Linked DNA regions of Mus musculus: regions 1, 2 and 4 are each linked to region 3. Evidence: chromatin contacts called from public promoter capture Hi-C data. All regions are on one chromosome and are shown on one strand. The core of a region is the stretch at or near the end of the contact, and the rest is flanking DNA. Distances in the headings are between cores, read along the strand shown. Region 1 holds the start of Rbp4 (retinol binding protein 4, plasma). Region 2 holds the start of Fgfbp3 (fibroblast growth factor binding protein 3). Region 3 holds the start of Hhex (hematopoietically expressed homeobox). Region 4 holds the start of Cep55 (centrosomal protein 55).

Region 1 (2,708 bases), core at 114-2,613, 690 kb after region 3:
CCCTAAATTATTCCTTAGTTATCAAGTAGCTTTCGGATCTATAATTTAAGTGAAATGGGCTGGGGGAGTCAAAGAACATGTCAATTGTGTGTCCTGAGAAGAATCCCAAACTTTAGGGAACTTTGTTGGGAGTTCTCAAAATCCTGCCTTGCATATGAGTATTTAAGGAAAGGAGACTATTGCTTCCAGAACACTGCCTGGCTGGGAGTCCACCGGGAGGGGCCTGGGCTGTGACCCAGCTCAGACACATAGTTCCCTCCTCTTGGATATCGGTCTCTAGCTCTGCCGATGTTCCAGATTGTCCTACTGTCTCAGAGATTCCACTCCAAGAGACAGAGTGGAGTGGTAATGTGTGAGACAGCGTGAAGTAAGTCACAGTGGATGATCAGGGAAATGGTACCCGATAAGCCCAAAGGCCCTTCCGAACTTGGATTAGGTATTTTAGGCTGAGAATCCAGTCGCTTCTAATCCCACATCCCCTAAATTCAGACAGGGCTGAGGGTTCTGCCTCTCGAAGCCCTTCCCAACGGTGCCGCTGAACAGAAACGCAGTGATTTGGCCATGTATGCCCCACTACTCACTTCCTCGCTGGAGAAAGGAGGCTACACCCCAGTACTTCATCTTGAACTTGGCAGGATCTTCAGTGTCTGTGAAAGTGCCCACCATGTCTGCACACACTTCCCAGTTGCTGCAAAAGCCAAGAGAATCCTGAGCCAAGCCAGGAAAGGGCTTCTACCTCATCCAAGGTACTCTTTTCCCATCCCAGTGAGGGTTGGGCTCCCAGGGAGCCAAAGGCAAGGTGGGAGGCACTTTGGAACGCCGCACACAGCCCACCAGAGGCCACTGACCTCAGAAGACGGACTCGTCCCTTGGCTGTGGCGCTCATATGACCCTTCTCGTCCACAGAAAACTCAGCGATGATGTTGTCTTGCAAAAAGAGACCCTCGGGGTCCTTTTTGGCGATGGCATACCAGAGCCCAGAGAACTGAGAAAGAGATGAGAGAGCTAGGGACTGGAGTCTGGGCTCCACCTCTGACCCGCAGGAATCGGGGAACCCGGGCTGATACCTACACGAGCCTTGTCGAAGTTCTCCTTGACTCGGAAGCTGCTCACCCTGCAGTCGCGCTCGGCGCTGCCGCCTCCCAGAGCCGCCAGCAGCACGAGCGCCCACACCCACTCCATCTCACCCCGGAGTCTGCCCTGCGGGACAGGCGCAGGGTAAACGCGGGGCCGGAGGACCGAGGCCGCCCGTCGCCCCCTCCCGCCCCACCCCGCCCTGCAGGTCCCCGGGGGAGCGCGCGGCGGCTCACCAGCAGGAGCCGCGTGCAAGCCTGGCCGCCGCGTTCGCGCGCGCGTGGAGCGACGGAGCCGAGCGGCCGTCGGTCCTTTATAGCTCCGGGGGGAGGGGGTCGCGCTTTCGTAACCGCGCGGGGTGAAAGACCGCGGGGAGGTGCCGGGGGCGGGAGGGGGGGGGGCGGCCGAGCTTGCATAACGCTCCCTGACTCACTCCTGAACGCACGCGGGGCCCCTCCGTCAGCCTTGCCGTCCCACGTCGCCTATGCTCCGAGCTCCGCTCAGGGTGGTCTCGGTGGAGCCAAACTCTCCAGCCCAGAGGATCCATCGGGGCCAAGAGCTGGCCCGGGGACCCAGCGGCAGCCAGCTGCAGTCTTGGGTGGCCTCCAGGTCCTGTTGCCCTGGCTGGAGGCCTACGTGGCCATGGTGTGGTGATGGTGGCCTCACTGAGCGAAAAGGGACCTATGATGTAGCCTGGAACATTAGCGTCCAGGCCCTGGCTTTCCCAAGTGGCCCCTGCTTCTACTGAGGAGCTGTTGTGAGAAGCTTTTTGGCATATTTTGGCTGTTTTTTTTTCCCCCTTTGAGAAAGGGCATATTTTACTCTTTGATGAGTTGTGGTGCTGTTTGGGTCAATATTTATTCTTTCATTTCATCATCTTTAGAAGGACTAAACCGCTCCCTGTTAAATATTCTCTAGAAACGCAACCTGGTCAGGACAGGAAATATTTTCTCAGCGCCAATGGCCGAGTGGTTGATCGTCCACTTCTCTTGCCACACTCCCCTGAAACCACACTGAAAAACATAATTGCCAAGTGTTTACCATGCATTTTTATTTCTAAGCCATATTAGGATTTATTTATTTCCAGAACAGCGAGGAAAACTGGCTCAGGAAGAGAAAAAGGAGAGGGAAAGAATTCCATAACCTTAATGGTAGTAGCCAAAAAAAGCTGTTGAAGGGTTGATTTTTTTTTTTTTTTTTTTTTTTTTTTTTTTTTTTTTTTTTTTTTTTTGCCTATGGCACGATATAACTCTACATTTCCCTCTGTATTTGGAGTTTGCGATCTGTCAAACTGAACCTAGCAGTTAAAAGGAGGAAGATTTCGACCAAATGAGATTTAGTGGGAAAAAAAAAAATTTTTTTTGACGAGAAAGTATTTGTGTCTCCATTGCCCAAAGTCTGAGCATATGAGAGTACATTGACCACTCTGCCATAGCTATATAAGAGGAGATGGGGAAAGGAGGAGAGACAGAGACGCCACAGAAAGAACTAAGTTGCCATTTCTTTCAACAAGCACCTTAGCCATGCCTGGCAACCTTGCAGAGATACCTGCGGCCTCCTTCAGCTTCCTGTGAGCTTTTGGACATTCACCTGCCTGGTTCTCTCTCCACCCCTGCACCCATTGTGCTCCTTGT
Region 2 (2,700 bases), core at 169-2,668, 520 kb before region 3:
TCCCATACTTGATATAAATCTATTTGTTTCCACTTTTTCTTCTGCTCTTAAATCAGAGCTGAGATGCTTTAAAAAATAAAAATAAACATAAAATAAAAAACAAAAGCCCTCTCCAGCTGCTTCAGATTCTTCTTACCCTGACCCCTGACCCATTTTGGAATCCCGACTAGCCGACTAGCTTATTCTCCATCCCGGTTCCCTGTCCAAGGACATCTCCCGCCTCGGCTGCGCTACCCTCTGCTTCTCAGCACCTACCCCTAGTGCCCCTTGCCAGCCCGCAGCCTCAGCCATTCCAGAAGTTGACAAAGAAGTTGCAAAGGGAATGCCACTTCTCGGTGCAGTAGGTCTCAGTGAGCTCGGCATTCTGGTCCAGCCCATTGGGTTGGAATCCGGCCGCCGCAGGAGGCTCCGGAACTGGGTCTGAGCCCGCTTTCCTCCCGCCCGAGTTGGACTTCACTAGCAAGGGCTTCTTTTCCGGCTGGGAGCTTGGGGACCGCACCGACTGTCGCGACCGAGCCGGGCTCCGCGCCCTGGACCGGGGCGGCTCGCTGGGACGCGCGGGTAGGCTGGGGTGAGCGGGCGAGTGCAGGTCTGAGCCAGCCGTCTTGCGGGCGCACAGGCGTGGCGGCAGCGGCGCGGGGTCCAGGCAGGGCCGTGGTCTCCTGCGCAGCGCGCCCAGCAGCCGTCTCCAGTAGTGCGCGCGCCGGGCGCCGGTGGCCGCGCAGCGCTCCGGATGCCCGCGGTAGGCGCAATGCAGACTCGCCCCGCCCGGGGTCTGGCAGCGCAAGGCCAGCTCTCCGCCAGTCGGCGTCCCCGGGGCGGGTACCAAGAGCTGCCAGCTGCACGCGTGCTGCTCTGGACTCACGAAGCGACCGGAGGAGCCGACCGTGGGTCGGGAGGCCCGGGTCACTTCCCTGCCTGCTGCCCCCTTGTCCCTCCCGGCAGCCGAGAGGAGGCAGCCTCCCAGCAGCAACAGCAGCGTCAGCGGGGAGAGCGACGCCCGCGGCCTCGGAGGACTCATGCCCGCGTTGGCCATGCCACTCTGGGATTCCTGGGACCTCAGCGCAGGCAACAGGAGGCAAGGAGCATCCTAGGATCTGCGAATGAAGGCTACGGATGAGTCCCGCTCAGCCCTCTCCCTGGACACAGGAACCTGCCAACTCTCCTGACCGGACTTTCCCGAAACCAGTGTTCTCAGTTAGCAGGGAGAAGCCCCTTTAAAGAGCTGTCTGTCCTAAGGGAACAACTTAATGTTTAAGGAATCGTTTTTTAACATTCACTAAAATAGAAAAATGAAGTTTAATGATCACGCAACCACACACCCTCCACCCGTCACCAAACTGTCTACAAAATTATTTCAGATTAATCGGATACATGTACTTTTAGCTTACCGAATTCTAGAAGAGGTGGAAGGGCCCTATTGGAGTAGAGCGAATGACTGCATAAGGGATTAGTCTGTTTTAAACGGCTGTGAATGAACCTGTTATCAATGGGACAGAAGGGGCCTCCCCCTTCATGCCCCTCCCAGACTTCTCTCAGTAGGTTTCGGCCACTGCTAACACACACAGAAGATACACCCGCGTGCAGAAGCACGCGGAAGTGATAGAAGCAGCCATGTGACATGAAATATAAAATGCTGTATTTTGCTCTCACCGCTGAAAATAAGACAAATGTTAACAAAACTTTCTTTCCTTTTGAAACTTGTACATATTTATCTGGTCTATATATAGTTAAGAAAGATGAAATGAAACAATAATATTCAGAACCAGATGCTATTTGCAGGTTTTTTTTTGTTTTGTTTTGGTTTTTTTCGTTTTGCATTGCATGTATTTCTTCTGTGTGTGTGTACCCCAGAGATCCAACTCAGTTTGTAGGGCCCGGTGGGGTGACAAGTGCCTTTGCCTACTGAGTCATCTCAAAGGCCCCACTATTTTCAGTCTTTCTATTTATCATGTCACTCAGTTCTGTATTTTCATCAGTACATCCAAGTAGGGACATTTTGGTTTTTAACTATTTGGGATATGATAGATTAGTTCTAAATATTTTTTCAGAACTCAAAGGTCCTAAAAGGAATGATTTGCTTTGTGGTAGAAAAGTAATACAAATTCAAGTGGTGTAATGTTTAAGTAGTAATCTGTTCTTTGTATGCCTCTGTAGGAGGATAGAATTTGGGTTGGGTTAATTTTGCTGTTGTTTGTTTGTTTGTTTTTGGTTTTTCGAGACAGGGTTTCTTTGTGTAGCCCTGGCTGTCCTGGAACTCACTTTGTAGATCAGGCTGGCCTCGAACTCAGAAATCCGCCTGCCTCTGCCTCCCGAGTGCTGGGATTAAAAGCAAGCGCCACCACCGCCACCCACCTGCAAATTTTTTTTGTTTTGTTTTTTTTTTAAGGTTTATTTATTATTATATATAAGTACACTGTAGCTGTCTTCAGATGTGCCAGAAGAGGGCATCAGGTCTCATTATGGGTGGTTGTGAGCCACCATGTGGTTGCTGGGATTTGAACTCAGAACCATCAGAAGAGAGTTCTTACTCGCTGAGCCATCTCGCCAGCCCAAGGTTTATATATATATATATATAACATTTATAAAATAAAAAGAGAATTTTACATTTGTTTATTGTTTACTTGGTGTGTGTGCTCAAATGCTACAGTATACGTGAGGAAGTCAGAAGACAAGTTTCAGGAGTCTACTATCTCCTCC
Region 3 (2,700 bases), core at 104-2,603:
TGCTCTTCTGACTTGGAGTCACTCACACCCTAGGCTCCTTGACACCTACCTATCTTTCAAACATTATTTCCTTTGGGAAGACTTTTCCTTTTTCAAAGTGACTCTCTCCTTTACCCGAAAGGAGGGGCTGGAGCTCCTTAAGGTTTCGACCCTTACACACGATTTCTCCCTAGTAGATGTGACTGTGTTCGTTTCCTGCTTCCACCAGGGCAGAGACTGCCTCTCTCGTTTGCTAATGACACACAGTAGTTGCTCAAGAAAATAAGGTGTGAAGTGAAACTCGGACCCAGGTCCTCTGGCTATTTCGCCTTCAGTCCCACTGCAGCTGAAGATTAATTCCAAAGGATAAAACTAAATATCTCAGTTGAAAAAAAAAAGCCAGGGAGTTTTTCTACTAATAGAAGTCCTTAGCAGAAACTGCCCAACTCAAGGTGTGGTCACCCCAGGAGGGCGTCAATCAAGAAAATGCCCCTTTGCCCCAGAGGCGAGTGAAGCCGCACAGAGCTGAGGCCACACTGAGCAGCGCACCACGGCTTTGAATAGAAAACACGTGTAAAACCTCAGAGGCCGGCTAAGCGCAGCTGTGTCCTTCAGGGCCTGGGGACAGAGGTCCAGGAGCACCTCCCACCCCCATTGGATCGAAGAACACTGCATAGCCTCTGTCCTGCGCCATACGATTAAGGTTCTATCTTGATACCGGTCTGGAGCAGATTCCGTTAGCATCCAGGGAGGTGGCCGAGCTAGGGGGTCCTCAAATAGGTCTGGAACACCTGCAGCCTCGCTGTCAGTACCCGTCTGGGACTAGGACGCAGCCAACGGCTTGGGTCTTCTCCTTGGAGCGCCGAGCTGCGGAGGTCCCCCGTTCTAGACAGTGCCACCGTTACCCCAAGAAGCGCAGCCTTCTGGCCGCCCGAAGGTGCCATCCTGCCGGCGGCCTCCTGGCCCGCAGAGTCCCATCGCTTCTCCAGGTTCCAGAGGCTGCCCGAGTTTCAGCAGTGGCGCCATCCCGTCAGGATCCGCGCCCCGCGGCGCACGTCTTGTGACCTCCTCTTCGACGGTCGCAGTCGCTCGCTAGGTGCCTGGAACCTCTGGGGGCGCCTGCGGCGCAGGAACACCCTGGCGGAGGGTCCCCGGAGCCCCACAGCCCGTGCGTCTCGGGGGCGGGAGCTGGGCCGGTGGGGGCGGATCGGCGCGGGGGTTAGTGGGGGGCGGAGGCGAATCTGAAGCCAGCGCCATTGGCCGCAGGGCCTGGCGGCAGGAAGGGGACCGAGCGCGGCCCCACCCCGCGGCTGCCCGAGCCTATCGCCTGGAGCGCAGAGCGCAAATAAATGTAGCGCGGCGCCGCCGGCCGGCAGCTCTCTGCGAGGGGCTGCGGAGCGGCCATGCAGTTCCCGCACCCGGGGCCCGCGGCTGCGCCCGCCGTGGGAGTCCCGCTGTATGCGCCCACGCCGCTGCTGCAGCCCGCTCACCCGACGCCCTTCTACATCGACGACATCTTGGGTCGCGGGCCCGCCGCCCCCACGCCCACTCCCACGCTGCCGTCCCCCAACTCCTCCTTCACCAGCCTCGTGTCCTCCTACCGGACCCCGGTGTACGAGCCCACGCCGGTCCACCCCGCCTTCTCGCACCACCCGGCCGCCGCGCTGGCCGCCGCCTACGGCCCCAGTGGCTTCGGAGGCCCTCTGTACCCGTTCCCGCGGACGGTGAACGACTACACGCACGCCCTACTCCGCCACGACCCCCTGGGTAAGGCGGCCGGGGCCGAGTGAGGGCGTCCGTGAGGAAGGCGCTCCCGGCGGGTGGCAGCGCGCGGGAGGCGGCAGGGGCGGACGGACGGGAAGCGCAGTGGAAAAGTTGCGGCGAGCTCTCGGAGCGAGCGGCTCGCGGGTGCATGCGGGGCCCCGGTACTGGGAAGCTCGGCGACTCAGATTGCTTTTCCTGCACCTTGCAGACGTCGGGGCAAGCGTAGTCGGGAGAGACCTGGGGCTCCCGGGGAGGTGGAGGAGGGCGGCCCTGGCCACGCGTGTCGCCCCGGGGTGGGTGGGGGACTCCCTTAGCGAGCGGCCCGGAGAAGAGGACGTCGGGGCGCCCTGAGCCTGGCCCCTGCAGGGCAGGGAGAGCTGCCTGCCCGGGCGGTTCCTGGGCTGGGCTTGGTTCAACAAGCTTGTGCAGTGAAGGAGCCTGACCCTTTCCGTTCATACAGGAAATCTTGAGTTCTCGATAGGAGTAAATCTGGTTTCTGAAGCTGTTAAGTGTTTTCCTGGCTGCATGAAGCAGACCCTTCCCCCGGAGTAGTGCACGCTGCTGATTATTTTATCGACATCCTCAATACAGACAAATTCAGGAAACACTCGACGTCTGATAGCCAGGATCCGTTTTTCTGATATTGTTCATTTCCTCTGTGTGGGATGTGACTTTATGGCAGCTAAAATAACCAGTTGCTTCCTCTCTGCCTCTCCCGCCACCCCCCACCCCCATCTTTGGAGGCTGTTTTGCACCAAGTCTGAAGCCTGACGCAAGCAAAATCTCGGGGGGAAAAAAAAACAATGCCAACTTTCAAAATGTTTAGGTGTAGGTCTGTGGACATAGGGACGGACGGACGGACAGACGCACCACCATCAATTTGGAGAAGGAAAGTGCAGACCCCGAACAAATACTAAGGGCTACACGTTGGCAATTTGGGATTTTCGAGGCTTGTCC
Region 4 (2,700 bases), core at 171-2,670, 620 kb after region 3:
TGAAACGCAAAAGCCTGCTTGCCGCCTTCTAGTGTGCCACCTTGTGGTTAATAAGACTATTCCTTTCTCCATCTGTTTCTCCGTTCATACTTCAGGCGGGAGGACTGTGTAAATAGAGAATTCCAGTATCTTGGATTGCCATCTTCCTGCTTTAAACAAATAAAACAAACTGAAATTCCTTACATGGTTTCTCATCCACTAGATTCAGTAACAAATGGATTTGTTGTCTTTTACTTAACAGTGCCTAACTACATTTGTTAAACTCTAGCCCTCGCAGCCACACTACCAGATGGTTATCTGCATCCTGGTATAGATCAGGAAACTGAGGCTCAAGGAAGTGAAATGTTCTCAAGGCCACACATCTATTAAGAGGCATTCAGGATTTTAACCCTTGTACTACATACATTACCTTCATAGGATGCTTTGCTACTGATTTTTTTCGCTGTAAACTTCTGGTATGCCTAGGCTAAGTCTAAGAACGACACGCCATAAGCAATTGTTTGCTTCAAGTTCTCAAGACGCTAATCAAGACCCTGATGTGACCGATAAAGACCAATAAAGACACATCTGCCTGTAGGGCAGCAATCTGGAATCGCTGCTGGGGCTCACAATCTCGGTTTTCAAACTGGGAGTTTATCAGCTCCCTACAGCTTCGTTCCCCATTGCTCCGCCCCTGAGTTTGACAGGGTAAATGAGTGGCCCGCCCGGAAGACTAGGAGGTTGTGCTCTACCTCACAAAGAGAAATTGGTTCCCAAAGAACATAGACCAGTCAGTCCCAGGCGAGGGTCACAGAGCTTGTCCTATGGATAACAGCAGGGTCCGAACACACAGAGAAAAGCAAGCAGGCCCAGATTGAACTGGTCCTCCGACTCTGTCCTTGGCTCCGCCTCCACCACGCCCACACTCCCGCACACCCACACCCACACCCACACCATCACACCCGCCTCATTTCACACCACGTTTCCACAGACACCCTCTATCTTCACAAGGTCCTTCTCTGACCCGGCCGGCACGGATTGTAGCTCCCGTCAGGCTCTATGTCTTGCTCGCCCTTACCTTCCCCACTCTGCCCCTACCCGTCTGCCCGGCTAGTTTCGATCCCCTCCCTCTGATTCCAGAGCCGGTCTTCGCCCCGCCTGCCGTCGGGTTCCAGACCTTGCCCCGCCCCTCCTCTGGCTCTAGACTCCGCCTTTGCCCCGCCCTCAGGCTCCTGGGCCCTCCCTCTCTCCTCCATCCTCAGATTCCAGCCTTCACTCAGATTGCAGGCCCCGCCCTCTCCCGCCTTTCCTCAGATTGCAGACCCCGCCCTCTCCCGCCCGTCCTCTGATTGCAGACCCCGCCCTTCGCCAAGCCGGCAGTGACGTGACCCGCCCTACAGCCGCGGGATTCAAACTCCCGGAAGCGGTGTCCTGGTTGATAAGTGGTCTGCGGCGGCGACGCGAGCGCTGTGTTTGTCTCAGGTAGTGAGTGGTCCCGGCCTCGGCCGGGGAGGGAGGGGAGGACAGCCGGGGCTCGTTAGCCCCTGGGCAGGACTAGACCTCCCGGGAGGAGCGCTGGTGAGCAGATCACGCCGCAGGACTCCGTCTCCCCTGGCTGGAATCGCTGGAACACATGCTGGCTCCCTGAGAGACCCCGCGCTGCGTTCCTGTCGACCGCCGGCCCGCAGGCCATCCTTTCGGCTCCTTTGAACTTGGCGGTATTATCACTTTCTTAACAGAGAGGTTACCGCGAGGCCAGTGACCTGAGCCAGGTCTCTCAGGTCTCCAGTGCGGTCAGCCTTTGCTTAGCAAGCGCTTCTCTTTGCAGTTTTTTATTTTCCTGCCTCTTTCCTGACCCCTCGTAGATTTGGGAGATTTACTGAACGGAAATGCTTCTTTAGACTCCTGACCAGAATGACTTAGGTCCCTTCAGTCGAGTCAGAGATTTCCAAGCAGCTGCCTTTAAGCTCTTGTATGCCCCCCCCCCCAAAAAAAAATCAAAACACAGTTCTTTTGAACAGTTGTTGATTGAAAAAGAAAATGTTGTGAGCAGATAGTACTGACTGCTAGCTTGTGTATGTATGGTGAGTTCTGTGTCCCATATTAAATTTAAGAGAGCACATCCTGAAGGAGATTCCACTAGGACTGGGTAGGGACGTTCCCGAGTAGAAGAACTTTAAAAAAAAAAAAAAAAGAACTTTATGATCGATTGGAATAGAAAATACTGGGAAAGGAAAGACTAGGTGAGAGCAGGATTGAGATGAGGAGGAGTGTGTGCTGGGTCAGCCTAGACAAGAGTCAAGAACACTAAGTTTTTAGGAATCCTCTCCAAAAGTTAGGATGCAAATGTCCTGAGGGTATTTTCAAACTGTTAAGTCCTCCTTCTGACGTCAGCAGAAGCCCAGGGAGAAACGTTTGTGGTAGCAGGTTCCTAAAACACGTTAACTGTGCATTTGCCTCGGCAGATTGTACTAGCAATTTTACTTGGTATTTGTCAAGATAGTGGGCAAAACCAGGTTGAATGCATTAATACAGATTTCGTTCAAGTTTGTTTATGCAGTTCTATTATTTTTAGGCTGATTTTATACAGGACAACCTCACACTCACCGCCCTAAGTAGATTTTCTTGTAGTGGTAGCTTTTATGACTATTAGTATTAATTACAGTTTAAGAATATGTGAATCTCCTTTTCTTTTGTTGTATTGCTGTTGCCTGCTACACT

The links. Promoter capture Hi-C pulls out the DNA fragments that hold promoters and counts their contacts.
Region 1: a contact with region 3 is called in a promoter capture Hi-C map of hippocampal neurons, with 3 times the contacts expected there. A contact is called at or near these places in 3 of 39 promoter capture datasets (cranial neural crest, hippocampal neurons and liver) and 1 of 484 Hi-C or Micro-C datasets (liver).
Region 2: a contact with region 3 is called in a promoter capture Hi-C map of fetal liver, with 4 times the contacts expected there. A contact is called at or near these places in 8 of 39 promoter capture datasets (cranial neural crest, fetal liver, hematopoietic stem and progenitor cells and 4 more), 1 of 484 Hi-C or Micro-C datasets (embryonic stem cells), 2 of 130 datasets of targeted methods (hepatocytes and memory CD8 T cells) and 1 of 9 other capture datasets (macrophages).
Region 4: a contact with region 3 is called in a promoter capture Hi-C map of hippocampal neurons, with 4 times the contacts expected there. A contact is called at or near these places in 7 of 39 promoter capture datasets (the HPC-7 cell line, cranial neural crest, hippocampal neurons and 4 more).

Annotation. Positions count from the first base shown.
Region 1 is chr19:38,123,448-38,126,155 of GRCm38.p6, forward strand. It overlaps Rbp4 (retinol binding protein 4, plasma), which reads right to left and starts at 1,364. Exons shown (of 6, transcript NM_011255.3): 1 at 1,311-1,364; 2 at 1,072-1,200; 3 at 849-985; 4 at 582-688. The coding sequence starts at 1,182. Gm32440 (a long non-coding RNA gene) reads right to left here. Exons shown (of 4, transcript XR_877843.2): 4 at 2,307-2,708.
Region 2 is chr19:36,918,181-36,920,880 of GRCm38.p6, forward strand. Fgfbp3 (fibroblast growth factor binding protein 3) reads right to left here and starts at 1,419. Exons shown (of 2, transcript NM_028263.1): 1 at 1,392-1,419; 2 at 1-1,097. The coding sequence starts at 1,036. The coding sequence ends at 284.
Region 3 is chr19:37,433,488-37,436,187 of GRCm38.p6, forward strand. It overlaps Hhex (hematopoietically expressed homeobox), which reads left to right and starts at 1,354. Exons shown (of 4, transcript NM_008245.3): 1 at 1,354-1,746. The coding sequence starts at 1,383.
Region 4 is chr19:38,053,621-38,056,320 of GRCm38.p6, forward strand. It overlaps Cep55 (centrosomal protein 55), which reads left to right and starts at 1,421. Exons shown (of 10, transcript NM_001164362.2): 1 at 1,421-1,697.